3 separate regions of the Zea mays genome follow, and regions 1 and 3 are each linked to region 2. Evidence: chromatin contacts called from public Hi-C data. All regions are on one chromosome and are shown on one strand. The core of a region is the stretch at or near the end of the contact, and the rest is flanking DNA. Distances in the headings are between cores, read along the strand shown.

Region 1 (3,705 bases), core at 594-3,093, 210 kb before region 2:
GCGGCCCGCGTGCTTTGGCCCGGCCCGGCCCGATAAATGGGTCGGCCCGACGGCGGCCCGCATATTTATGTAAATACTAAATATGTAAATATATTTAATTCTCTCATAGTATGTAAATACTAAATCCACGGCCAAACATATATAAAATGCATACATAAATATAAAATGCATACATAAATATTTTGTTGTCTCAATATATATAAATAATATGTTATTATATATGATTAATTCTGTTAAATATATGTATTTATATACCGTTCTACTGTTGGTTCGGGCCAGTGCCTGGCTCGGTCCGTTGAGGCCCACCGGGCCAACGGGCCGGCCCGGCACGATTTTTCCCTGTGCGTGCCGGGTTTGGGCATGTCCCTAGGCACGTGGGCCAGCCCGACCCGGCCCGAAGCATCAACGGCTGGCCCGGCCCTATTCGTACCGGGCCGAAACGGGTTCGGACCGGGTCCAGGCCGGGTGGCCCGTTTGGACATCTATATCCGGATCCGCCGAACCAGAGCTGGCAGCTGGGTGACCTGACCTGGGCAGCCAGAACCAGAAAGCATGGCAGGACAAAAAGCGGGCCCAAATCTTGCTTGGACAATGGACACGCCTAGCTCGTCAACAAAATTTTAATCCACGGAAAGATTCACGACTCCACACACTCGGACGACGGAATCTTCCTACGCACAGGAGGAATCTAATCTCCTAGCCCTTTCTTTGTGGGGGGTGGTCGGTCGCTTTACTCATTTTGCCTATGTATATGCAATTCGAGGAGCCTCCGGTCCGGTTCCTCTGCATCGGCTGCTGTCTTTCTGCTCCCCTCCCACGGACGGAACGGAAGCGAGCCGAGCGTCGATGGCCGACGGATTCAGGCGTTCCCGGCAGCGCATTGCGCACGGGGGAGGTGGATTTCCGGCAGTCGGGGCGGTGAGCTCAGTATCCGCCCAGGCCCGCGAGCAGCAGCAGCTCGTGCGGCCGCAGCAGCGTCGGGGAGGGCACGACGGGCGTCAGCGGCGCGCCGGGGTAGGAGAAGTCCAGGTCGGAGGCGTCGGCGGGCCAGAGCGCCGCGCCGGGGATGAGCGGCGCGCGGCAGAGCGGGCAGGTGCGCTGGTCGTGCTCCATCCAGCGGTCGAGGCAGGCGCGGTGGAAGGCGTGGCGGCAGTTGCCGAGCCGCCGCACCTCGTCGCCGCCGCCGATGCCGCCGAGGCACACCGCGCAGTCCCCGCCAACGACGACGCGCGCCTCCAGCTCGTCGAACCGCGCCACGGGGAGGGCCTCCTCGATGACCATCGCCGGCATGGCCGCCCGGAACTCCGCCCGCCGGTGCTGCGGCTGCGGCTGCGGCGCTTGGTGGTCGTCCCCGAGATCCAGCAGGTCGCCGAGGCCCACGGCGTCGAACGCCCAGAGGAGGAAGCGGCGGACGTACCCCAGCAGCAGCAGCAGGTGGAGCAGCTGCTTCGGGAGCACCAGCTCCGAGTAGCCCGCCGGGAAACCCATGCGTGGCCGTGCCTCTTGGCTTGCGGTGGTGGTGTGGTGTAAGGGGAAGGTGGGGTGGGGTGGGGTGGTGAAGCGACGTGCCTGGCCCGGTGCTTCCTGCAGATATGGCGCTTGGCGATGCGTGGTGGACGGCAGACGGGGAGAGCCGAAGCGGGCGCCGCGCCGTGGCTATATAAAGCGCGAGACGGAGGGAGAGGGGTGACGCGGAAAGGTTGGGGAACCCGCGGCGAATAGCAATAGTATAGCCTATAGCGCTAGCGGCCTAGCGCCGTGGGGTCGATCGCGTGTTGTACTCTGCTCTCTCTCTCTGGTGGAGGTGGTGGCCTGGTGGGCATGCTCTGCTCTCACCGCGCGCGCGTAGGGCTGGGCATTCGGTTTTTTTTTTGAAATTTCGGTTCGGTTTTTCGGTTTTAAAAAACTTCGGTTTTCTAGACATTAGAAACCAATCGGTTTTCTAGAAAATAAAAACCAAAAACTTCGGTTTCGGTTTTTTACTTCGGTTTTTCGGTAAAAACCGAATACCAAACTTATACTCAAGACAACACATACAACAAATTTATATGATAGATTACACATAATTTTAAAAAGTAAAAATTATATAGGTACAAATATTTAGAGATATATCATACATCACATATAAATAAGTGCATAACAATTTAATTACTTCACACATTTAGTTCACATAAACGAAAAGTCAAATTTTAGAATTGATAAAGTTTGGTATTCGGTTTTTTTGGTATTTCGGTTCGGTATACGGTGGAAACCGATTACGATACCGAAAACCGAACTTCTGAGATGTAAAAACCGAAACCGAACCGAACTACCGAAAAAACCGAAATTTCGGTTCGGTTCGGGACGGTTCGGTTCGGTTTTCGGTTTATGGTAAAAAAGTGCCCACCCCTACGCGCGCGTTATGCCCCGTGCCCTTCGTGTGAGCCCAGCGCCCCAGCCCGCGTGGCGACAGACCCACCCATCCCGGATTCGATCGCTCCCTCCTCGCGTTGGGGTGGTCCGCTCGCTTCCGCCGTACCCACACACTACTGCCCTGCCGCTCCGTGTCGGTGCAATGCATGGTTCGCTAGAGGCAGACGAATGTATATATATGTTCACGAGAAATACGCGAGCAGTAACTGACTAAGCCCTTGTTCGCTTGTTCGGTTATTCCTATTATACGTAGATTGAATAGATTGGAAAAAATTTAAAAAACTTTAACTTGCTTAAAATTAAACTCATCCAATCATACTCAATCCAAATAAATTGAGACCTAACCGAACAAGCTCTAACAGTTCATTACTGCTAGAGCAGCCGGAAGGGGTCAAGACTTCTTAGCGACGCCATGCCCATTTGCGTGGAGCTACAAATACTCGCAATTTTGGCCTCCTCCGACCTCCGTGAACGGTGGAGAGCTCAGCAGGGGGCCTAGGAACGTTCTCGTACAAAAACAGGTACGTGATACTATGCTTACCACGTTACAAATAAAAGGCCACAAACGGAGGACTACAAATATTCGCAATTTACACGTCCGCGTTCGGGGTCTGCTGGGCGCTGCTACATTAGCAGCTCAACCACGCGTCCGGGTGATGGTACACGGGACTTGCCGAAGAAAGCCTAACCTTACTAAGTACATACAGACAAGGTAAAGTCTGACGTCCGTACATGAATTTCTTTTAAATCATTTATTTATGTCGAACTCAACCTAGGGCGTGTTTGATATGACTCCAGAGTAAAACTTTAATGAGGAGCTGGTTAAAGCATGTCAAACATCGTAACTTTAGAGTTGTAAACTCTATAGAGTTTTTGGAGTTACAGTATATTTTTTGGAGTACCTCTTTTGCTGCTCCGAAAACTACAAAAAAACAACCTAGTTAGAGTTTGGAGTTATTTATCCACCACTACCACCAGTTATGAGAAACAATCTAAATTCTGGTGTAGAGCTGTTTTATCCGAAGTTTTAGAGTAGAGCTGCTCTGGGATAGAGCAGAGCCATGCCAAATACGCGCTCGCGTCCTTGTCTATACACGTTAACTTTGTGCGGTTTCGTGGCCATCTGTGTGGTGTACGAAGGTTCTTGGATCCTTTTGCGCTTGGACCATGAGGTAAAAGAGAAAGGAGTAGGTAGTAGAAGACCGAGAGTTGGCAAGAACGGATTGAATGATTTATTATTACTACGGAGCAGTGAAAAGCAGGAAATCACAGCTGCAGCAACTTCGGCGGGAC
Region 2 (3,583 bases), core at 517-3,016:
GCTCTCGTCGGGCACGTGGGAGAGTGCGAAGGCGAGGTTGACTGCCACCGCCTCCCCGGGCTCGCAGCACAGCCTGGACGCATCCAGCTCTGCTGCTCTGCAGCTGACCACTTTAAAGCGGTACTCCACGCCAGCTCGCTCCGCGAGCTTCTTCAGGCGCTCCCCGATGGCGGGTAGCGACGCAGTTAGAGACTGCGTGAACGGTGAGCTCGGGTCGGTGACGGCGGTGACCTTCAGGGACCTTCCCTGCACGGGTTGGTCGGCGAGGTACTGGATGAGAGCCGCGTGCTGCGGGAGGCTGACGTCGAAGTCGACGAGGTGGATGGCACGGTGGTCGCCGACCGCATCGACGATGGCGACGCTGGCGGCGTGGAGGGCGACGCGGAAGCACGGCGAGATGTCCTGGAGGAGTTGGGACCCAGCGCGCTGCTCGAAACCGCAGAGCTCGGCGAGGTGTTGAGCTGGGGCGGAGGCGGCAGGGACAATGCGGGAGGACAGCGCGGCCACCATCATGGCAATCAGCCGCTGCTCCGCGTCGCCGTGCTGGTTGGCCGCGCGCTTCAGGGCGGCCAGATGGCTGGCCGCCGCGTCATGGTTGCCGTCCGCGATAGCGACCGCGGCTTCAGACAATAGCTGCCTCGACGCGGCCCCGGGGGTCGGCGGCGAGCAGGACGCGGATGAAGACGCGGTGGAGGAGGAGGAGTTTGAAGGTGACCTCGTCATCCCCACGTTATTGTTGTTGTTGTTGGTTGGGGTCGCCGCTGCAGGGGGCCCGGGCGACGGCGCGGCTGCGATGGAGCTGAGTTGTTGTATCGTCTCCTCCCACTCGGAGTTGGTGACCGCGGAACCGGTGCCGCTCATCGCCGCCACCGGCTCGTTGTCGTCGTCGTCGTCGTCCAGCAGCTGCTTCTCGAGCTCCTGTAGAATGAACAGATCGCTCGAAACCGACGGCTGAGGCAGCGGCGCCCTCGATAACCCGAAGGCCTGCGTCTGCGGTGAGGACGTCATGAGCGGCCCCTGCCTCTGCGGCTGCGGCTGCATCAGCGGCACCGCCGCCCTGGACGCGGTGGTGAGCGACGATAACGTCGACGAAGGCGACGCTAGCCCCCCTCCAAAGCTGGACCCGGGGACAACCTGAGACGGGATCCCTCCCAGCAAGGCGGCGATATCAACCGCCGCAGCCGTGCGCTGCCTCACGGCGCGCAGGTACAGCGCCTGCTGCGCCGCCACGTGCTGCTGCTGGTGCTGCCACCTCTCCAGCTCGCCGAGGCTCCTCTTCAGCACCCCTCCACCGGCGGCCGCGTCGGCCCGCTCCTGCAGCTGCATCTGCATCGCCGTCGCCGATCCGACCCCGTAGGCGTACCCCTGGCGCGGACCGCGCCACGGCGCGCCTGGCTCCATGCAGAGCGGGGAGAGCAGAAAGAGAGGAGGAGGAGGAGGAGGAGGGAGGCGATGAGGCGAATCTACCGAGGAGGGAGGAGTGGGATGCTATGGCTACGACAACAGCAGGAACAACAGCTACGGGTCCAGCTAATCGGAGCCGGTGCCATTCAATTCAATTTGCTTCTCCGATAATAAAACCGGCCGCCACCCCTCCCGCATCTCTGCTGCGGTTACGTCTATAAAAGGGAGCCCAACACCGATTCGGCAGCACTCCCGCTGACGGCGTGGGCCAGCCACCGGGGGGCCGGGAATTGCTGGTGGGTGGCTGGGTGCGCTGGTGTTTATCGGGAGGCGTTATGGCGGGGCCCGGCTTGCTTTGGTGCTGGATTTAGGGCATGTTTGGTTTGTAGCTAAATGTGCCACACTTTGCCTAAAGTTAGTCGTTCAAATTGAATAACTAACCTTAGGCAGAAAAGTTAGGCAAAGTGTGGCAATTGAGGTAACGAACCAAACATGCCTTTAATGCGAGGGCCGGGGCAGGGTGAATCCGTGATGGGCAGGCACGGTGAAGGAATGATGGACACCGGGTGCTGAGACCGGGTGCCGTCGCGTGATCGCGTCACGCAGCCTCGCCCGCGATGACGCCGTCGCGCTCCTTCCCGTCCCGCAGGCCGCAGCGAGGAGGCGTCGGGACGACCTGGGTAGGGGCTGGGCTGGGCTGGCTGGCTCCAGGTGGCGTTTGTGACGCGGCCTCACCACCGACCCGACGCCTGCCGGCTGCCGGTGGCCGCCACCACGACCGGTTTTTTCGGAACCGCCCCTCAGTTTCGACGCATTTCGAGCCGATGCACGCAGAGCACGTACCTTGCACGGAATCGCAAGCGAAGCAGCCGCTCACGGACAGTCGGGGCCACGGAATCCGATCACGACACGGCAGGCCGAGGCCGCCTGCGATTTCGTAAAACCAGGCGTCCGATCCCGCAAAAGTCGCTTTCGGAACTTTGGTAGACCACACGATCAATCCTGGCCAGCGTTAAACGACCAAGATACCCCTGGAGGATTACGTGATCTGTCAGGGCGGGGGCGGCTGGGGATGGCAGTTTGGGCAGATCGGGAAAGGTTTACTTGTGGAGCGGTGCGTGTTATGTGTGTAGTAGTAGCAGGAGGAGGTTGCTTGCTTGGGCTGCGTTGAGAATTAGTTAGGAAACCGAAATATCCACCCAACCACCACGTACCCACCTTTCTGTGTCTACAAACCATGATTCTCTTTGCTTGGCTCCGATCGAGTATGTTCATACCGCTCCGTATCGTATTCATATGTGCGTAGTAATAAATACAGTATAGAGTACCACACACACACAAAAAAAAATAAAATAAAGCCACTCCTTGTCTCGTTGAGTCGTTGACAAATCCTGGCAGAGTGGGAAAGCCAGTGGTGTATCCTCAACGCTTGCGCAGCTGGGACACCGCACTAATCAAATTCTAAGCACCAAGGTGCCGTTTGGTTCACATATTTGTAACGTAATGGGTAACGGATAACGTTAAATCATGTTTGTTTTAGTCCAATCGTAATCAGATACCACACTAAAATTTGATATCAGCCTATTCAAATTTGTTACCGTCAATAATCGAGCCGAAACCATTACCATTACCATTTGCGTTACATTTTTTGAACCAAACAACACCCAAGTTCATACTCGCTTGTCGCTTTCTTTGTTCATACTCGCTGATGACTAATTCCAGGTTCCCGGCCCCTCGTCACCAGCTATTGTCCACAATGTGCGGACACAGGAAATCCCTGCACAAACATAAGGTGGACCCCACGCGACACGTGTGAGCCAACGATTCCGAATGTTCCGGGCCAAAGTGCTCCAAAAGCACCAAAGAAAAGTATGATGACATTTGGGGCCAGTTGGCAGGTCCAGCACTCAATAATACATCCTCCATTCTTCAATATTTATATATATATCACCCGCTATTTTTTTAACTAAAACACGATAAATAAAAAATAACAAATAAAGTACTTCTTTAACATTTTTTTGTTCTAAAATAATTGGTGGTTTACATTTAGATGCGGGAATTCAAAAAAATGGAAAAGATGGTGCACATAAAACAAGAAAATAAGATACAGAGAACGAACTAGAGATAGAGATGCTACGATGAAGTAAAACAATTAGAAAAAAAGATACATAAAATATCG
Region 3 (3,819 bases), core at 686-3,185, 160 kb before region 2:
GTCTTTGGAGACAATGTCGCATCTTCGTAAGGATTGCCCTTTCGCTGTGGAAGTGTGGAGCATGATTTTGTCTTGGGCTAATCTCCGGGTCCTTGTCGGTATTTCAAAGACGGGAACACTTAGCGAATGGTGGTTCAGGCTGAGGTTGCGCTGTAGCAAGCATTCAAGAAAAAGTTTCGATGACCTTCTATTTTATTTCTGGTGGAGCTTATGGTTGGAGAGAAATAACAGAATCTTCAAGGGTCAACAGAGAACGCCAGAACAAGCGGTGCAGATGGTGAAAGATCTTGTGGGTAGTGGTCTGGCCTGCTAGTAGTGTATGCGGGCCTGGCCATTTTTTTTCAGTGGTGCTAGCTAGGTTTTGCTTGTCTAGTGGTTTTGGTGTTGGCGCCATTTTTGGTGCTAGTTTTTGTACAGTGTTTTCTCCTTTTATCTAATATATTGGTAGGCAATTCTTTTGCCTTTCCCTTTCAAAAAAAAATATAGTGAGTTAAAAGGTGTCCTATATGAATTGTTAATACCCTATTAACAACTTTTATGTCTGCTAAGAAAACTAATTGTACTAGTCCTTCACCTAACAATGAATAGATTTATTAGCGGGTACTGTTGACATATAGTAGTACATCCATAGCTAGTTTTTAATGATAATAGACCCTAATTTGCTCACAAAAGGCGGGATACCTGCTAAATTTATATTTTCTTTGCCCATGTCTCGCCTAATTAATGCTATTCTGCTGTCCACAGATATATGTTTTTTTTTAAAAAAAATTGACCACTCACCTTATTAAAAAAAATCATGAGTTATCATTTTTTTTGTTGTTAAGATCGTTTGAGAGTGACTTAAATTTTTACACTTTCGAATTAATATTTTAAGTATGACTAATGGCTAAAGTTTTTGAAAAAAAAAGTCAATGGTCCCTCCATCCAGAATATAATTCGTTTTAGAATAAATCTACATTAATTAATTAATTAATTAATTAATATATGAATCTAGTTATATATATGGCTACATTTATTATTATTTATTTGAATATGAATAGAAAAAGTAGGTAAAATAAAACTATATTTTAGGGGGTGTTTGGTTTGCTCCTGCTAAAATTTAGTCTCTATCACATCGAATGTTTGAACCTCCTTTCGGGGTATTAAATGTAGTCGGATTATAAAACTAATTTCTCAGCCGAAGATTAAAAAGTGAGACGAATCTAGTACAGTTGGTTGGGTCTATATTTCATACTCCTATTTGAAAGTCAAACGCTTGATGTGACCCGGGCTAAACTTTAGTCCACAGAACCAAACACCCCCTTAGAATGGAGAGAGTATTTGATATATTTGTGAACGTAGCCATGCATGTGTGGGTGCGAGTGTGTCATGTGTGCGGCGCGGAACCTTCCTCTCGTTCAGTCCGGAAAACTCCGGTTACTCCCCGCACATGTTGAGACAGTTTTTACGGCTGGTACTTGCTTGCTATTACTAGTTCGTAAATAAATTACGATGCATGGATATGAATGCATCCTCGTCACGAGAGAGCTGGCGGTTCTGGGATTGGCGCGAACTCTGCCGAGACACGCTAGCTAGCCAATGAGCCATGGGCCATCAGCGTGCCTGCCGAACATCAACAGTGGGGTTGCCGTGCGGACAACGAGTTTGCAAGTTGTTTACGAGTAATACACACACGATACAATGCATGTGGAGCTGGCATGGCGCGCCGCACTTCTCCGCTCGTCACAGCTGTGCATTTTGGTTAACTCCACATAGCTGGTGATAAAGATGAAGAGAAGAAGGTTCTGGTTCCATGGCTTTCCGACGTGGCAACGTTTCACTTTCACATGCCTGCCGGTGTACAGGGGATGCACCATGCATGCATAGGACACCCTTCATAAAATCTTTAAGCAGAAGTTTGTTCAGAGACTTGGACTTCTGTATTCCATGCCTGATTGGGCCTTCGGTGTCTAAAAGCAGCCCACTAAAGGTCGTTTTGGGCCAAACGATTCCTATGTGGACCATAATACCATGTCTTATAAAACCATATTTTACCTTCCTCAAGTATTATCAAAATCTTATTTTTCTTCCTCAACTATAAAACCTGATATAGTTACTTCGTCTTTTAAAATCGGACATCGGACATGACTCCTCTAGTTGTTTCACTAAGTGATCTCTCTCTCTTTTTTTTCTTTTATGTTTATTTTGTTTGAATCTTTCAAAAAAACATAGTAAATCATAGAAAAAAATTAGAATAGAAGATCCATTTTAACTCATTTAAATAATTGCATACTTTTAAACCTAAATTAATTCTCAAATCAATCACTACATGGGCAATGGATAAACCATATATCTATACCATTATATAATTCACCCTATATAATTCACCTGTTTAAATTTTGCAAAACCCACTCAACCAAATCACCCACACACCCATAACCTTCACTAAATCCACCAAATAAATTACACTCAGACTAAACACGTCATTAAAACCAACGATTCAGATCGCTGGATAACCCGCCTCTCCATTACTCACTCAAATCTAATAGACAATATTATTTGGATCATCCCTCCCCTTCCCCCGCGATCCCACCGTCCCCGACCTCCCCACCCCTCCCCTCACTCACGCCGCCGCCATCGTCGACCATTTCTCTTCCCTCCCCTCCCTCAGATCTTAGCGTTAGCATGAGCTATATGCTAGTAGCGAATAAAAATGTGTCCACATAGCCGATTAAATATATCTTGAACGCATCTAACAAAAACACGAGCGAGGAACTCATCATTGCTCACAGCGAGGATCACTCCAACCTACTTAAAGATGAGTTCACAGTGTCATTGAAGTTTGTAGATATCGTAGTGCAGATCAGCTCGACTAGCATTCACATAATCGCTGCACAAAAACCTCATTCGTCCCAACCAGTATAAGTTGTTCAACAAATCAAAGTTTTAGAGACACTGCTCTTCTCGTCGTCGTCATCATGTTGCCGTCAGAGATGGAGGAGACTGAGGTTGGACAACACCGAGAACTCTCTCGTCTAAAACCCTAAATCATAGTAGATTGTTTTTTCTTGTACGTTTAGGGAGAATGACATCTCTATTATATTAGAGAATTAGGCTCATGATAACCAGATGCCAAGATGTAGGAAACTGACTTGGTCACAATCTCTAGGATCTGGTAGATTCCCACATCGCAAATCACAAGTCACATGAATAATCATGTAAAAAGAACGTGAAATGTGCATGCGTACGCGCGTGCATGTGTCTTCAACTTTCTCTCTCTTATGCTTTCTTTCAAAGAATGGTAAGAGACAAACTATTGAAATTGATTTCACCTTCTTCCACATCCCATGTGGAACCAACATTCACCATTTTCATTCTCACCATGCATGAGTGGATCTTTAAAATTTATTCTAGATTTTATTATAATGTAAATGGGCCAAATTTAATAAACTCCAACGATCCCCCCACCAGATCTCGAATGCACAATATAACCGACTCTCAATATGTCCTCAAATGCTATTTAGTTAATATAGTATTTTTTATCTTCAACTTCTGCTTGCCTGATATTAATTTTTAGTTCTATCTACTACCAGGCTTATTCTATTGGTATTAAGTTTACTTTCAGACAACCTAAACACTTTCTCCGTTCTAAAATAATTATAGTTTTCTCTTTTTGAGAAGCCAAAATTTTCTTAAAGTTTAACTGATTATACATATGTAAAAAATAAGGTTTATAATTTATAATTTATATCATTAAATATATTCAACTATCAGAAGATACAAATGTTGCTAATGTTTTTTTATAAATCAAGCTAAGAAAATATAACCAACATAAATGCT

What was found. Hi-C and Micro-C count contacts between places; a contact is called where the count stands out from the background.
Region 1: a Hi-C map of leaf mesophyll shows a contact between it and region 2, with 2.1 times the contacts expected there. The contact joins the promoter of LOC103641943 here to the promoter of LOC100273177 in region 2. A contact is called at or near these places in 4 of 25 Hi-C or Micro-C datasets (endosperm, leaf, leaf mesophyll and 1 more).
Region 3: a Hi-C map of endosperm shows a contact between it and region 2, with 4 times the contacts expected there. The contact joins the enhancer-like site here to the promoter of LOC100273177 in region 2. A contact is called at or near these places in 2 of 25 Hi-C or Micro-C datasets (endosperm and leaf).

Annotation. Positions count from the first base shown.
Region 1 is chr10:138,640,690-138,644,394 of Zm-B73-REFERENCE-NAM-5.0, reverse strand. It overlaps LOC103641943 (E3 ubiquitin-protein ligase RHA1B), which reads right to left and starts at 1,843. Exons shown (of 1, transcript XM_008665242.4): 1 at 559-1,843. The coding sequence starts at 1,488. The coding sequence ends at 925.
Region 2 is chr10:138,433,248-138,436,830 of Zm-B73-REFERENCE-NAM-5.0, reverse strand. It overlaps LOC100273177, which reads right to left and starts at 1,766. Exons shown (of 1, transcript XM_020545847.3): 1 at 1-1,766. The coding sequence starts at 1,401.
Region 3 is chr10:138,597,642-138,601,460 of Zm-B73-REFERENCE-NAM-5.0, reverse strand. No RefSeq gene overlaps it. Among protein-coding and RNA genes, the nearest start is that of LOC103641942, 34 kb to the left of the region's middle. Within about 2 kb of position 1,935, at least 16 of the 20 cell types and tissues checked have an H3K27ac peak or open chromatin away from gene starts, as enhancers often do. A contact at or near this core is called in endosperm and leaf, where this site is marked.